2 separate regions of the Ovis aries genome follow, and region 2 is linked to region 1. A link is a contact called in public Hi-C data. All regions are on one chromosome and are shown on one strand. The core of a region is the stretch at or near the end of the contact, and the rest is flanking DNA. Distances in the headings are between cores, read along the strand shown. Region 1 holds the start of SLC12A9 (solute carrier family 12 member 9). Region 2 holds the start of LOC101121655 (insulin receptor substrate 1-like).

Region 1 (7,714 bases), core at 2,792-5,291:
TCCTTTCTCTAAAAATGGTGGGGAGGAAGACCAACACATACTCTCCGAATTCGCGCCTTCCCAGGACGCAACCGCAGACTAGGGGGCGGCGCGGACGCTCTAGCGAGCCGGCGCCCTCTCGTTGGTTGCCCTCTCTCCGAGGCCCCCTGGGCGCCGCCATCTTCCCGTCCGAGTGGGCGGGGCGGGGCCAATGCAATCACGTGAAGAGTAAGCCCTAGGTTTGAGATGGTTCCCCGGGCGGTCAGTGAATGGTGCTTGAAGGCCGCTCGAGTACCCGGGACTGTGAGAACTACCGCAATTAGAGCAGCGAAGCAAAGAGAAATTCCTGATTTGTGCAGCTTAACTTCCTATTGGGAGCTTAACTTTTTGTGGAGCTTAGCTTTACATTTCTCAGTGAACACGAGAAACCGGTAAACGACACGTATTAGTTGGTGTTGAGCGCTATGGAGGGGAAAAAAAACAGAAGAGGAAAATAGGAAAGTGGGATGGGAAGGAAGGCGTACTTCAGTGTTTAAGTGGGACTGGCAGAGAAGATTTCACTAAGATAATATTTGAGTCCAAAAGACAAAGGAGACTCTTTGGGTGTGTGCTCGTAGCGCCTTGTTGGGACCAGCCCAGAAGTCATTGTGGGGCAGGGTCAGGGGAGGTGAGGACGAGATGAAGATCCGGTAGGGCTTCATGAGTAAGGTATCCATGTAATATATAGATGACTTCTGGGCTAAAGAGTTGCTGTTACTACATACGCCAAGGCAACAGGCATAAACTATGGTAGTCGGACTGTAGTCAGTGAATCAAGAGGTAGGTATGGTTACCTTAGATATCAGAGCCTTTGACTTTTATTCTGAGGAAAATGGGAAACCACGGGACAGTTTTGAAAAGAGTAGCGTCCTGAACGGACACTTACTTTACTAGCATAACTAATCTGTTAATAATAGACTGTAGCTGTTCTGCTGCTCACTCATGGCTGACTCTGCAGACCCCATGGACTGCAGACTGCCAGGCTTCCCTGTCCTTCACTATTTCCTGGAGTTTGTTCCCACTCATGTCCATTCAGTTGATGATGCCATCTAATCATCTCATCATCTGTTGCCCCCTTCTGCTTGCCTTCAGTCTTTCCCAGCACAAGGGTCTTTTCCAACTAGTCAGCTCTTTACATCAGGTGGCCACAGTACTGAAACTTCAGCTTCAGCATCAGTCCTTCCAATGAATATTCAGGGTTGATTTCCTTTAGGATGGACTGTAGGGGCCAGGGCAGAAGCAGGCACACCAGTTAGGGGGCTGTTGCAATAATGCAGATGAGAGATGACCGTGACCTGGACTAGTGTGGTATTTGCGGTTGGATACTGGTTGTATTTGAAAACTACCGGCCACAGAAACTGTTAGGGGTTGGATGTGGGTTGTGTGAGAGAGTATTTGAGCATAACCCCAAGGCTTTTGACCTGAGCAACTGGGAAAGTGGGACAACCATAAGAAGAGTGAGCTGTGGTCAGGCGTTGGATTTTGGACATGCCAAGTTTGAGTTGCCCATGTGATGTCCAGTCACAGGTGTAAGCATGTTCTTGGAAGTACATACAATCCGAAGTTCAGAGTAGAGATCTGGGCTGGAGATACACGGTTTCGGCACTCCTATAGAGCAGGTATTTCAAAAGAGGAGATTAGATGAGATCACCAAGGGAGTGGGTGTAAGTGGTTAAAAGAAGTCTGTGGACTGAGCTTCTAGTGCTCAATGGAGCCTCTGATCAATGGGGCCTCTTGGCTGTTTCTCCAACACCTAGGGGTGCTCCAGAGTTGAAATGAGAAGAGGAGGAGCCAGCGAAGGAGACTGGAGGATAGTTGCATTTACCAGGGCTGTGATTTTGCCGGAGGGTGTTATAAAGGGAGCGAGGGGTAAGGCAGTGCTTTTCACTGACTGTGAACTTTAAGCTGGGTAACGAGGGAAGTAAGTGGAGGGCAGTGGGCAGAGGGCAGGATCAACGAATTGGGGGTCCAGTGAGGTTGAGGATTGCTGGGGTCAGGGCATAACAAGGACCCTCTTCTTCATCAAACTTCAGTCAAGTTCCTCTGAAATCTCTTCTGGACTTGGCCTCCACCTTGGCCCTCATCCTTGCTGGGCATGTCTAGCCCAGTTCAGAGAGAATCCATCCATCCTTCATAATTGATCACCCTGGCCTTCCTTCAGCAAGGATCCTGTTAAGCCTCTTTAGCTAGAATTCCCCTATGCTTGGTGCTGCTTCTTAGTAATTTTCCATCCACTGACCCCCTCATTCTGCTAGTTGACTATAAATCCCCAGGTTTCTCTGCTCTGTTTCGAGTTGAGCACATTCTTTCTCCCCTTCTGTGTCTTGATACCTATTGCAGTAGCCCTGAATAAAGTCTTTCCTACTGTTTTACTAAGTGTCAGATTAATATTTTTCCTCAACAGGCATAACTAGAAGTGATGGACTAACAGAGGAAAGGATCCAGTTATTGGTAATGATAAAGTCTAGGCATTACCATTGGGTGGGATGGAGAGTGAGATCTATGCAGAAGTGGAGTTTAAGCAAGTGCCAGCCTAGAGTGTTGGAGGTCTCATCAATGCGGATATTGAAATCACCAAAAATTGTAATAGGAGGGATGTGAGAGAGACCCTGGAGTCAAGCTCTGTGTCGTGGGTAGCAGGGATGACTGATGAAAATGCATTTACTACTCGAGAGACCGCTCCCTGGCAAAGCCACATTCGCACCGGTTTGAATCTCTTCCTCTCTTAGGGAAACGTTACAGCTAATTTACAGCCAAAGCCCAGTGGCAGGAAAAGCAGTGTTCATTTCCTGAGGCTCAAATGACAGTGTAACCACAAAGGCCTCTATGAAAGTTAGGAAATTATTACTGAAGTTCTCCAAGCTTCAATTTCCTATTGTGAAAAATGGAAGTCACAGCAGGATCCACCTCACAAAGTGCTTATGCATATTTAATACAGTATGGTATGCAGATAGTTTATTGAGCATTTCAGTATTGTTCTCAAGTGCCTATTCAAGTTTATTGAACTCGCACAGCAACCTTATGCAGGAGGGTCTATCTACAGTGGACGAATGGGATGTCACCAGGTAGTGCCAATGTTGACCATACCTGTCAAGAGTTAAGGTGGGCGGTGGTGGTTTAGTCACTAAGTGGTGTCTGACTCTTGCAAGCCCACGGACTGCAGCCTGCCAGGCTTTTCTTGTCCATGGGATTTCCCCAGCAAGAATACTGGAGTGGGTTGCCATTTTCATCTACAGGGAATCTTCCATTTCTTTCTCCAGGGGATCTTCCCGTCCCAGGGATTGAATCCGCGTCTCCCTCTCCTGCATTGCAGGCGGATTCTATATCGCTGAGCCACCTGGGAAGGCCTTAAAGAGTTAGGAGGGGAATCCTGACTCCTGAAGGTTCACAAGTCCTGTAATCATTGCTGGAGGGGGCAACCTTGCTGGGAACCACGAGAGCGGGCGGGGAACGAGACTGAACCAACCAAGGCCAGCGCCTCCAGGGCCCGGATCGGCAGCCAATGGCGCCCTCAGGTGGTGGAAGCGAGGAGAGCAGCCGGTGGGCTGGACCCGGCGCTAGGGGAGGGCGCCGCAGGGGTGAGGGCTGGGGCTGGAACGTGGTGCACTGGACCGGGATCCGGGAGGCTGGAAGAGGCGGACCCCTTAAGGCGTAGGCCGACAGGGCCCAGCCTTCCGAGCGGCGCACCTGGGCCAGGTTTCGTGGCCCCGCCCACCTGCCGGAGGCCTTTCGCCGTCAGGACACGCCCCTTTCAGCAGCGTCACCGCCCAGCTCCGAGTGGGGTCCCGCCCACGCGGCGGGCGCTCGTTTGCACCAGGGTGATGGGTGCAGTGGGAGCTGTGGCCAACGCCGTGCCGGAGACGTGCGTCTGAGGGGCTACCCCTGGCTGCACCCCGATCGCACGTGGGGTGGGGAGCCGCGCTGCCAGCGTGAGCCCGGTGGGGCGGGGCTTCCCCCGGGCGCGCCCAGGGGGCGGGGCCGGGCCCGGGGACCAATGGGGCGCGTGTGTGCGGGTGGGGGGCAGGCTCCGGGCCTGGCATCCCGGTAGCCGCAGCTGTCTTTTCCGGCCCCCGCGCCCCCTCAGCCAGTAGCAGACCCCTCCCGCTGTCGGGGATCACCCCCGAGCGACTGCGTCCTCCAGTGGGTAAGTGAGCGCGCTGCCACACCCGGGCTGTGAGAGTGCGCCTGGTCGGGGAGAAGCGAATCTCGGCCCGCTCCAACCCGCCCCGGGGAGAAAGTGGGGAGGAACCGGTGCAGGAAGGAGGACCACCTTGTGCGGCCGGCGATGATGTTTTTGTTTTGGTCGTCGGGGAGTGGCGGGGACGGTAGAGTTTGGGGGATGCCTTGTGTGGGTGGGAGGAATCTGGTGAGGTTAAAGAGAGAGGAGGCTGTCTGAGATGGGCTGAGGGAAGAGGGTTGATGGAGGGCGGGGCTTTGGAAGATTGAGAAGTTTCCTATTGCCCGGGGATGAGGTGATTGCATGGAGGATCTTGGGGGGCAGCTCAGGACCCCGGGGTGAGGAGGGCCTCCTGTCCATAACTCACTTCCCCTTTGAGGGATTTGCTTCCTCTTGTGCTGCTAGTTAAGGAGGTGGAGGATCTTTGCACCTTTCCAGAGCTGCTGCCATCCCTCCTCTCAGGGATATGGGGGAAAGGGGTGGCCCCAGGAGCTGGGAGGGGCCTTCGTACCCAGTCCTGAGGCTTGGAGCCTGCATTGGTGGGGCAGTGGCCAGAGTCAGCCTGCTCCCCGCCCCTCGCCCCCCCCCCCATTAACTCTTGGAGTTGCTGGTGAACGTGTGAGTGTGTGTGTGTGTTTCCTTTTGGAGGCAGTTTCTGGGTGTTTGATTAGAGGTGTTTTGTGGGGTCTCCACAGAGCTGCTTTCACTCAGCAAACTCTTTGCAGGCCTTGTAACCCGTTGGTAGCTTCCTCTGGACCATGGCCAGTGAGAACTCTCCTCTGCTGGCCTACCGGCTCCTGGGGGAGGAGGGGGTTTCCTTCCCTGCCAATGGGGCCGGAGGTCCTGGAGGGGCACCGGCCCGGAAACTCTCCACCTTCCTGGGTGTGGTGGTGCCCACGGTCCTGTCCATGTTCAGTATAGTGGTTTTCTTGAGGATTGGTGAGTTGGCGCTGGTTTACTCGAGGGTGGGACTGGAATGAGGTTGGGGAAGGGCCCTGGGAGAAGCTGGTGAATGAAGGGCTTGGGGGAGGGGCCCCCAGGGGCCTTGGGCTTAGCTCTACCCTGAGGTAACTGATGACCGGTCGGGGTGGGAGGGATGGGAGGGGCGGGAGGGGTGAGCCGCCGTCTGACCTGCTTTGCCACTCCTGTCCCAGGGTTTGTGGTGGGTCATGCTGGTCTGCTTCAGGCTTTGGCCATGCTCCTGGTTGCCTACGTCATCCTGGCCCTCACCGTGCTCTCCGTCTGTGCCATCGCCACCAACGGAGCTGTGCGAGGGGGCGGAGCCTACTGTATCCTCAACCGTTGGTGGACGGAGGTCTGGGCTCTTCTGTCTTAAGCGGGGAGGAGAGGGCCCCTCCCTGCATCTCCTGGGGGGCAGGCCAGTTCTAATGAACATCCAGTGGACAGGTTGGCATGGAGAAGGTCACCAGCGTGGCCCTACACGGTAGAGCCCCTGTCGTTGAGTCCCCCAGGTGTCTCCGTGGCTGCCATTTTAGCTCTAACAGTCCCGTCAGATAATCTTCATCTTATGAGCAAGGACATTCAAGAGCGCTAGTGACTTGGACAAAGCCACGTGGCTCGGGAGTGGCCACACGGGGACACACCACGTGTGGGAACAGTTCCGTGTGTTCAGGGAGACAAGGCCTGGAGGGCCAGCTGCTCGGTGCTTTGTGGCTGGGCCCTGCCTCCCATTCCGGTTCAGTTTCTTTTCCCTTAACACTCACCCCCTACTTCCACTTTCAGTCATGATCAGTCGGACTCTGGGGCCTGAGGTTGGCGGCAGCATCGGCCTGATGTTCTACCTGGCTAATGTCTGTGGCTGCGCCGTCTCCCTGCTGGGGCTGGTGGAGGCCATACTTGACGTCTTCGGGGCTGGTCTGTGCGCCCCACTCTGGTCTGGGTGGCCCCGAGGATTTGCAGGGTCAGGGATTCAGGGATCACAGCAAGGGGAGAAGCCCTCTCCTGGGAGAGACGCACTTTCTTGAGTGCCTGCTGTGTGCCCAGCCTCATGCAGACATCCTAGAGAATGTGCTAGCCCACGAGGAGCTCACCATCTAGTCGGGGGGCGGGGGGGGGGGGACGGCAGGCTGACAATCTGAAAATTGACAAAGCAAGACTGCTGGCACCGCCCGCGGAGGGCTAGGATGCTGGAGTACAGTTGGGTGAAGTGTTAGTCTCTCAGTCATGTCTGACTCTTTGCGACCCTGTGGACTGTAGCCTGCCAGGCTCCTCTGTCCATGGGGATTACTAGAGTGGGTTGCCATGCCCTCCTCCAGGGGATCTTCCTGACCCAGGGATCAAACCCAGGTCTCTTGCATTACAGGTGGATTTGTTACTGTCTGAGCCACCAGTGGAGTCCAGTTGGGTGGGGGAGTGGGAAAGATGGCCTTTCTGAGGACAAGTGGGCCAAAGATGGGGTCTCTGCCTGCTCTGAGTCATGACTGGGGTCCCTCCTTGGAGGCGTGGGCATCTAACTGTTCCTTCCTCTCTGCAGATGCCTCGGGGTCCAGTGGCCTCCGGGTTCTGCCCCAGGGCTACGGCTGGAGCCTGCTCTATGGTTCCCTGCTGCTGGGCCTGGTGGGCGGGGTCTGTACCCTGGGGGCCGGCCTCTACGCCCGGGCCTCCTTCCTCACATTCCTGCTGGTCTCCGGTTCCCTGGCCTCCGTGCTGGTCAGCTTTGTGGCTGTGGGGCCCAGGGACATCCCATTGGCCCCTCGGCCTGGCCCCAATGGCTCCTCCCTGCCGCCCCAGGTCGGCCACTTCACTGGCTTCAACAGCAGCACCCTGAAGGCGAATCTGGATGGTGAGCTGGGTGCAGGGGTCCTGGGGGTTCTCAGGGTGAGGGGTGAGCCTGTGGTGGGGGTGGCTTGGAATCTCTGGATGAGAACAGATGTCAGAGATCATCAGTGGTGAGAGACTGGACCTGCAGCAGCGCAGGTTGATTAGAATCTGTTGGGCATGTGTTGGCCACTGTGTGTTTGGCCCAGCAAGAATGACCGTGAGACAATCTCTGCCTTAGAGGAACTTGTTTAATCAGAGAGAGATAAGATGTACGTTTAGGAAACAAATTGCATATTAGGATGGGGTGTGATTCAAGGAGATAAGAATCACAGAGGAGTCCAGAGGAGGGAGACCTGGGTATGGGCTGGGTGGGAAGGGGGTCAGGAAAGCCGGTGGAGCTAGAAGTGGCCTGAGTGGGGCTGGGACATTCCTTTTTGTCTGTTTTGCTGTGCTGGGTCTTACTTGTGGGATGTGAGATCTAGTTCCTTGACCAAGGATTGAATCCGGGCCCGCTGTATTGGGTGCTTGGAGTCCTAGCCACTGGACCAGCAGGGAAATCCCAGGGGATGGAAAATTCAGATAGGAGGGTGAGGAAAGGCAGCTAGGAAAAAGCGTGGATGAAGGTGTTGAGGGAAGAACAGAGGTGCATGCGGGAGAAGGAGGAGATGAAGTCAGCTGAGCTCAAGCCAGAGACAGGGGTCAGGGCTGGGGTCTTGGCGAGCTGGTCAGGGTGGCAGG
Region 2 (7,714 bases), core at 1,691-4,190, 190 kb before region 1:
AGCACTGCCTCCACTGGCGCCCTCTCTCCAAGGAGGCAGCCAGGATGGAAGAATGCCTGACGTGATAATGACTGGGCTGTGTTCTCCCTGCCCCATCCTCCAGGGTCTCCCTGCAGGCCCAGCCTGGTGGTTGCCAGGATGAACCCACAGTGTGGGGCTGCAAGGACTCCCCCCAGGCTGCCGCTGGGCTTCTGACCAAGTTCTCATGGTCCCCTGGCCAATGCTGTGACCACGCTCTGCAGGCAACAGCCCTCTGGCTTGACCCCAGCCTTCAGCAGGTCACTGGCAGCTGCCTCTCTGGGTGAGGAAGCAGGAGCCAGTCCCCATGACTTCTGCCAAGCTCTCCGTTCTCGCTGTATTGGGGCCTGGGAGCCCTGGCAGTGGGGAGAGGATGGAGGAAGCGGGTGGTGGTGTCCCTGCATGCCACTCCACAGAGGAGCAAGAACCCAAGGGACAAGAGGGAGCTGGGAGCCTCAGAGCCCTAGCCTCCTCCCTGTAGGCTCCTCTGTGGTGAGTCTTCCCAAGGCATGTGGAATGTGGGAGTCCATCCCTCAGATGCCCTGCAGCTGGCAGTGGGATGCACAGGGGGACCCCCTCAGGCTGGGGGAGGCATTCTCACCCAGCAGAGCTGAGGTTGTGTTACTTCCTGTCACTGGGGGGAGCCAGACGAGTTACCAGGGTAACCAGCTGAAATAAATCTTGCCTGGGTAGAATCAAGGGCAGTGTTGTTGCCGGGGCAACTTATTAGGTCATGTGTTTGGCTCGGGGCTTTTCCTGGTACCCAGCAGGGTAAATCACCTGGCATTGATGACCAACCCACTGGACCGTGGTTGCTCACCCAGGGCCCATGCTCCTATCCCTGCTACTTCCTGCTTTGTCTTTAACCAGCATTTAGGGGTTCAGTGACACAAGATGGTCTGGAGCTGGTCTCTGTGACAATGGCTGTGATTGCACAAGGCCTGGGGTGCTGCAAGGTGGACTGGATGGTAGGGAATTAGAAGGACTGGATATGAAGAGACCCTCCTATGCTGCTGCTGCTAAGTCGCCTCAGTTGTGTCCGACTCTGTGCAACCCCATAGACGGCAGCCCACCAGGCTCCCCTGTCCCTGGGATTCTCCAGGCAAGAACACTGGAGTGGTTTGCCACTTTCTTCTCCAATGCGTGAAAGTGAAGTCGCTCAGTCATGTCCAACTCTTTGTGACCCCATGGACTGCAGCCTACCAGGCTCCTTGGTCCATGGGATTCTCCAGGCAAGAGTACTGGAGTGGAGTGCCATTGCCTTCTCCGACCCTCCCATGGGGTAGCTTCAAATCAAGGCTTGGGACTAAAGGCTCCAGGCAAGTGCACAGCAGGTACCTGGGCCTGTGAGTGCCCTGCTTCTTGAGGCAGCACCAGGACTAGGAAGCGGAGAGTCCTGCAGGTGTCTTTTGTGCCCCTGCCACTTCACACATGGCACGTATGTCAAGGCCACACTGGATGCCTTGACCTTGAACATACTTCAGTTGTGATGTCCACTTCAGGATCTACCAGACCTGCCTCTCCCTAGACAACATCCATCAGAGGTGGAGGCTGCAGCTGGCCCCCATGTACCACCTGAGCTGCAGATACCACCTCTCTGGCACCTGCGGAGAGGCTGTGCTCACCGGGAGGCACCTGGAGCAGGCTTGAGCATCGCCTGCCCACTGGGCAGATGCCCATCCTCACAATGCCAGGTGGTAACTCTGTATCACACTTTCAACACAACCCTTAAAGATATTCAAGGATCCTAGCCTCCCTGCACATCACACTATTGGCTTCTGCAGTTCATAGACCAGACTCCTCCTTCCATGCCTGGGAAGTGGAGGAGTGTGGGTGGGAACCCAGCCCTCCCTGCTCAGGCTTGCTTGGCCCATGGTCTAGCTTGGGGGAAAGAGCCAGGGGGCCTTGCTTCAGTCCTGCTGGCATAACTCCCTCCCCACCCGACGGCACCACGTTTAATAGGGGCTACAGTCACCCTCTTCCTCTCCCAAACCCTCAGCTCCCCTACTTCAGGTAAACAATCTGCCCCAACAGTGATATGGTAAGGTCCTCTAAGACCCCCACCCATGTGTCAGCTGCCAGTTTGTCTCACAGAGTGTGCACTGACCAGTGCCATCACCCGCCTGAGCGGGTGGTCCTTGGAAGGATCAGAAGTGGGGTGTCAAAACGTCTGAATTGCAGCCCCATTTCAAACGTCTGGGGATGCGAGGGGCAAAGGACACTTCCCTCTGCAGCAAGTCTACATAGAGCTTCCCCCTGGCCTGGCCAGCCTTCCTTTTGAACAGTGATGGTGGGGAGGGGCCAAGGGCACTAGTGCAGCGAGAGGGAAGGGCCCTGAGAGAGGGTCTCTTCCGCCTTCAGTGACACTTGATTGGGACCCTGATGGGGATAGTCCGCACCAGACCAACCCAGAAGTTAACTCCCCCCAAGACACCTGCTATCGGCCCTAACTCGGCAGAGAAACAACCTCTAGCTCCTCTGAAATGCGCAGGGCCCAAAGCTCGGCTGCCCTGGCTCCCAGAATTACTTGGGAAGGAAGAGAACAGAGCCATTCATGGGTGGGAAGCGGGGGACCCGGGTGCCTAGAGCCGGAGTAGGGAGTGGCGGGCGTCGCTGTAAGGGTGGCCCGGCTCAGCGGTCCGCCCACCCCCGAGGACCCACCAGCGCGTTCACCGCAGACGTGGCTCCCCGCACACGCACCTCCCCTCGCTGCCTTCTTGGCAATCAGCTCAGATCACTCCCTGGCTCCTGCGAAAGCCCAGCCCCACGGTGTGGGATGGGGTGAGGCAGAGGCCGCCTCTCCTGGACTTTCCGACTCAAACTCCACTCCCACCGCCGGGGCGCGCGAGGGTTAACCTCGCGGGGGTGGGGACTTAGGCGCAATCTCTGTTAGGAGGGAGGAGAGAGGAGGTGAGGCCGTCGGAGCCCTGGGTATCTCAGGCTACCGGGCGCCACTGGGGCACATGCTGCGCGCAGCGAGGGGCCAAACGAAGTCGGGAGCAGGAGAGACGCGGAGTATCCAGACGGGTCAGGACGCAGCCCCCGTCCCCGAGGACCGCACTTTTTACCCCGCCTCTGCCAGTCCCTTCCCAGCCGTCCCAGCCCCTTGCTCCGGCCCCTTGATTGCTTTGGGCAAGAATGAAGCCCGGAGACCCCACGAAGACCCCGGAGGCCGAGTCGGCCGCCATGGCCCTGGGTCCGCCGCGGCCCTGGGTCTGCCCGGCTGACGTGCGGCTCTGCGGCCACCTGCGGAAGCAGAAGTCCCAGCGCCGCCGCTTTTTTGTGCTCCGCGCCGACCCGCCGCGCCTCGAGTGTTACGAAAGCGAGAAGAAGTTCCGCGCCGGCCGAACGCCGCCCAAGTTCAGTGTGAGCCTGGGGGGCGCCTGCACCATCAGCAAGCGCATGGACGCGCGCCAGCGCCACCTGATCGTCCTGTACACGCGCGACCGCAGCCTGGGCGTGGCGGCGGCCAGCGAGGCGGAGCAGCAGGCGTGGTACAGCGCCCTGCTCGAGGCGCGCGCCGCCGCAGGTGAGGCCCCAGCCCCGCGCCGCCGGAGACGCGGCAGGGGGAGTGTGTGTGTGTGTTGGGGTCGGGGGCGGGGGTCCTGGGGGGGGGAGGTTTGTGGACTTGGTTTATCCGAAGACTGTCCCTCCCAAGGGTCTCCGAAGTTAAGTCCAAACCTGAAGGGTTTACACCTTCGGATTTTCATTCCGCCGGGCACAGTGTCTCCAACCTGCCTGCCCGGAGCCCCGGTGACCAGCCCATTGTCTCCTCAGGTCCCAGTTCCCACGAGGACCCCGGGGCCTGGATCCTCGCTCCATTTCAGGACGTCTGGCCTGTGACGCTGCGACCCAAGGGGCTGGGGCGGGCACGAGGCCTGGGCAGCGGTGGCTACAGCCTGTGCCTGGGTTCTGGGGTACTGAGCCTGCTGCGGAAGCCAGGGGGCAGAGGCTCCGGGGCCACCGGGGCATCTCCGCCGCCGGCCCTGCGCCTGTCCCTGCTCAGCGTGCGCCGCTGCGGCCACGCAGACGCTTTCTTCTTCCTGGAGCTCGGCCGCTCGGCATCCACGGGTCCCGGGGAGCTGTGGCTACAGGCGCCCGACGCCGTGGTGGCCCAAAGCATTCACGAGACCGTCCTGGCCGCCATGAAGCGAATCGGGGACAGTGGTGCTGTTGGCAGGGCTGAGCCACTGCCAAGAAAGCCCCCAACGGGAGCATTCAGACCCTCTGTCCCTCAATCTTATGAGACCCCAGACTCCGCGGCCCAAACAAGCGAGCTGAATCGTCGGAATGGCCGGAGTGAGACCCTGGCGAGGCTGGGGGAGGCGGCCTCCAACACCGCGAGGTTGGAGCGGGGCGGGAGCTACATAACAATGGGAGCCGGGAGTGACTACGAGCCCATGAAGGGCGGCCAAGCCGGCGGCTATGTGGTGATGGAGCCCCCGGGCCTTCCCGCCTCCACCAAAGCAGCTCCCCGCCAGCCGCTCCAGGATGGAGGAAGCACTGAATACGTGACCATGAGCTGCTGTGCACCACGGTCCTTTCCTTTCTTGCCTCTTTCCTTCGCGGCGGGGGAGCCTGAACTCGGGCTCCAAGGCGCTCATCTCGGCCTCCGAGGCGGCTGGGGACGGGCCGGGGCTCAGCCCAGCTTGCAGCCGCCATCAGAGTTAGCCGGGGAGTACGTATGCATTGAGTATGCGGCCGCGGACTACATAGGAATGGGCACTGCCATCCCCGAGCCCCCCGACCATGGCCTCAACTACGTGGACCTGGATCTGGTCCCTTCCCTGGAGGTGCGAGGCCACGCACCCGGGGCCAGGTCCCGCCCACACAGCTACGCTCGGCTGGAGTTCCAGAACCTCGCGGAGGCCGGGGTGAGGAGACACCCCGCCCCCATCTCCCTGCCAGCTCCCACCCCCGCCTCCCTCGGACAGGACACCACTCAGTATAGGAGTGTAGGAAGGGAAAAAAGTGCAAGGTTAAGAATGCCTTCCCCCCAACCCCCACCCCTTCTCAATGCCAAAGGCCCCTTCCCCATGGTGGAGTGGCTCTAAAGTCCAGATGTGCCCAGGCCCTGTGACCAGCAGAAGCACCGAGCTGCCCCTAGGATCCGCTGCCCACTCCACGCCTTCCAGTCTTTGGGAGGAGGTTCCCCAAGGAGTCGGATTCTTTTAAGGGAGAAAATTCTACAACTCTTCTCCTCTTAAGAAACACCATCACCACCAGAACCCTACACACATCTAGACCTTCTGAGCCAAAGCCCTGATCCTGTGTCCCCACAGAGTTCCTGCAGCATCACTCCAGACTCTCAAGTCCGCTTCGGTCCCCCACCCTGCCCCTGATGATGACAACATCGACGATGCGGAAGACATACAGACCTGGCCCTGCCCCTACCCATGTGCAGGTTTGCCAGGTGTCTGCCAAAGTCCTGGGACCCCAGCGCAAGAGGGATGAGAGCAGCAGGTATCTTACACTAGTGCCCCCACCGCCCTCTCCTGCCCCAGCCGAAGTGATGACACCCCCTTACTCCCTACTCCCTAGTTTGCTTCTCCCAATGCCAGCTCTGTGCTCAGGCAGTCCTCCTTCTCCCAGGCCTGGCAAAGCTGAGGGAGTCTTTGCTTCCAATATATTCAGTCTAGCTAGAGTAACATACTGTACACTCCCCCTCTTCATTAAAGTTTCCCTGCTGGGTCAGCCTAGAAAGGTCTTAGATCCATAGATTCCCCACCTTATGGGGGAATGAGTAACAAGAATCAGAGGGGCAGCCAAAGCTGTGGTAGAGGAAGAGACCCCATCCCTGCCTCTGCACCCTACTCTGCCATTGACCATGAGGAGCCTGTTTGCAAACCAACAGTTTTATTATCAATAGAACCTGCCTGGGGAAGTAAAGGACCCATTCTATCCCTGGAGGAGCTATGGACCTTGGGCGTCTGGGGTCCCAGGGAGAGATGGTTCCCCGCAGTGAGAACAGCCTGGGCCACCACTGGCAGCTGGGTGATCAGAGGCAGGGGCTGGGGGGCCAGAAGGGAGCCCGGGAGCCCCTGAGGAGCTGGGTCTTGGTTCCCCCTGGCTCATCTGCAGGAGGCCAGTGAGGGCGATCAGCTCTGGCCCACTGAGCCAGGTAGTGGAGCAGCCTGAAGATGGAATGGGGAGGAGCCAGGGGGACATGATCGGGCGTGGCAGCAGCAGCTTCAGAGAGCCCATCACCTGAGGAGAGAGGAGGGGCAGTGGCTCCCTGCCAGCCGTGCCTGAAGGCTGGGGTGAGATCAAGGCAGGAGGAGCGCTCACCTGCTGAGGGACCTCAGACAGGTACAGGGGAACACGCTGCCCACGGGGCAGCAGAGGGTCCAAAAAGAAGACGTCTTCAGAGCACATCACCGGGAACCCTGGGGAGGAGAAGCTGCTGGGGTGGCAAGCTCCGCACTGGTTCTCTGCGGAGACTGAGAAGACCAAGGGCAGTACCTGCAACCCTGGGCACTTGCTCTTCACTCTGATGTCCTGCTAGACTGGGCCTGAGGTCCCTGCATGAGGCTGCTTGGTACAGAGGCCAGAATGAGGGATGGGACAAGGTCCGGCCTGAGAAGGAGACGCCAGACCCACAGCTGGGTCCCTGTAGAGGGAGGGACAGGAAAGATTCCTGGAGCTTCAGCCCCTCCCAAGGCATCCCTGTCCCACCCGAGATCGGTGCCATAGGCACCCCCAACTCACCCACACCAGCCGACATCCTGCTGTAGCCTCATAGTTGGGGTCCCAGGGCGCTAGCAGGGTCATCTTTGATGGTGTCACCCCCCAAGTCCTCTGAGGGGAGAAAGGAACTGCGGGGGGAGGGGGAAGGCAGGGAGAGAGAGAGTAGGGGACTTGAAGAGATTAAAACAGGCTCAGGAATCAGTAAAAGGGTCTTGGGGGTAAAGACTGCAGGACCCTGTACCTACCTGGAGTTCCCAGGGAATGCTTGGCAACCAGGCCTGGGGGCAGCCGAGGCCGCAGCTTCTCTTTCCGAGTCCAGGAAAGCCTTCGAGGCCAGGGCTGAGGACTGGGGGCGCAGGGAGAGGGGCACTGAGATGCTCCGGTCACAGCCTCCCCAAGTCACCTGCTCCACGCCAAGTCTGAATATCTCCAAGGCAGAGACCAGGGTGCCCGGTGTGGGGACACGGATAATACCCATTGTTGAGTAGGGACAACTGAGATTTCCGCACACTGTGGGCCCCTTTCGGGTTCCCCCCAAGTGCCGTCGGCCGACCCCCTCACCTGCCCTGGGCGGCTGCTCCTTGTTCCCCCAGGGCGTTCTCTCTGGAGTCCCAGGCCTCGGAGAGGCCGCTGCCCGCTGAGGGGCGTCGTTCCCTGGGCGCCTGCTCTTCGCCCGCGCCCCACCGCCGGGGGGTCCAGGGCAGCATGTCGAGTCGGGAAGGCCACACCTCGGCGCTCGCGCAGCCCGCCCGGCCCCTCTCGGTCCCTCCACCGGCCCGGCCTCCCTCAGAGACCTGTTCTGCCACGCGCGTGCCCGCGAGCTTGGGTTGCGGCCCACCTCGCTGGACCTCGCGATGCCTCGTGACGCGGGCGCCCAGCACGTTTCCGGGACACGTGGCGCGCGGACCCGCCGGGATTCCCGCGAGCGCCCCCAGGCGGCGGGGTGGCAGGGCCGCGCGCGAGGGCGAAGCCTGGGAGAGAACCGTGGCACCGGAAGTGGACGTGGAGG

What was found. A called contact is a pair of places that touch in the nucleus more often than the background predicts.
Region 2: a Hi-C map of tail adipose tissue shows a contact between it and region 1, with 3 times the contacts expected there. The contact joins the promoter of LOC101121655 here to the promoter of SLC12A9 in region 1. A contact is called at or near these places in 5 of 16 Hi-C or Micro-C datasets (hypothalamus, liver, mesenteric adipose tissue and 2 more).

Annotation. Positions count from the first base shown.
Region 1 is chr24:36,227,705-36,235,418 of ARS-UI_Ramb_v3.0, reverse strand. It overlaps SLC12A9 (solute carrier family 12 member 9), which reads left to right and starts at 4,041. Exons shown (of 14, transcript XM_042240197.1): 1 at 4,041-4,162; 2 at 4,921-5,134; 3 at 5,350-5,484; 4 at 5,939-6,070; 5 at 6,690-6,998. The coding sequence starts at 4,954.
Region 2 is chr24:36,414,514-36,422,227 of ARS-UI_Ramb_v3.0, reverse strand. LOC101121655 (insulin receptor substrate 1-like) reads left to right here and starts at 2,940. Exons shown (of 3, transcript XM_015104235.4): 1 at 2,940-3,547; 2 at 3,796-4,892; 3 at 5,301-5,666. The coding sequence starts at 3,157. The coding sequence ends at 5,360. SAP25 (Sin3A associated protein 25) reads right to left here and starts at 7,571. Exons shown (of 5, transcript XM_060406024.1): 1 at 7,267-7,571; 2 at 6,951-7,051; 3 at 6,727-6,833; 4 at 6,481-6,628; 5 at 5,858-6,404. The coding sequence starts at 7,412. The coding sequence ends at 5,932.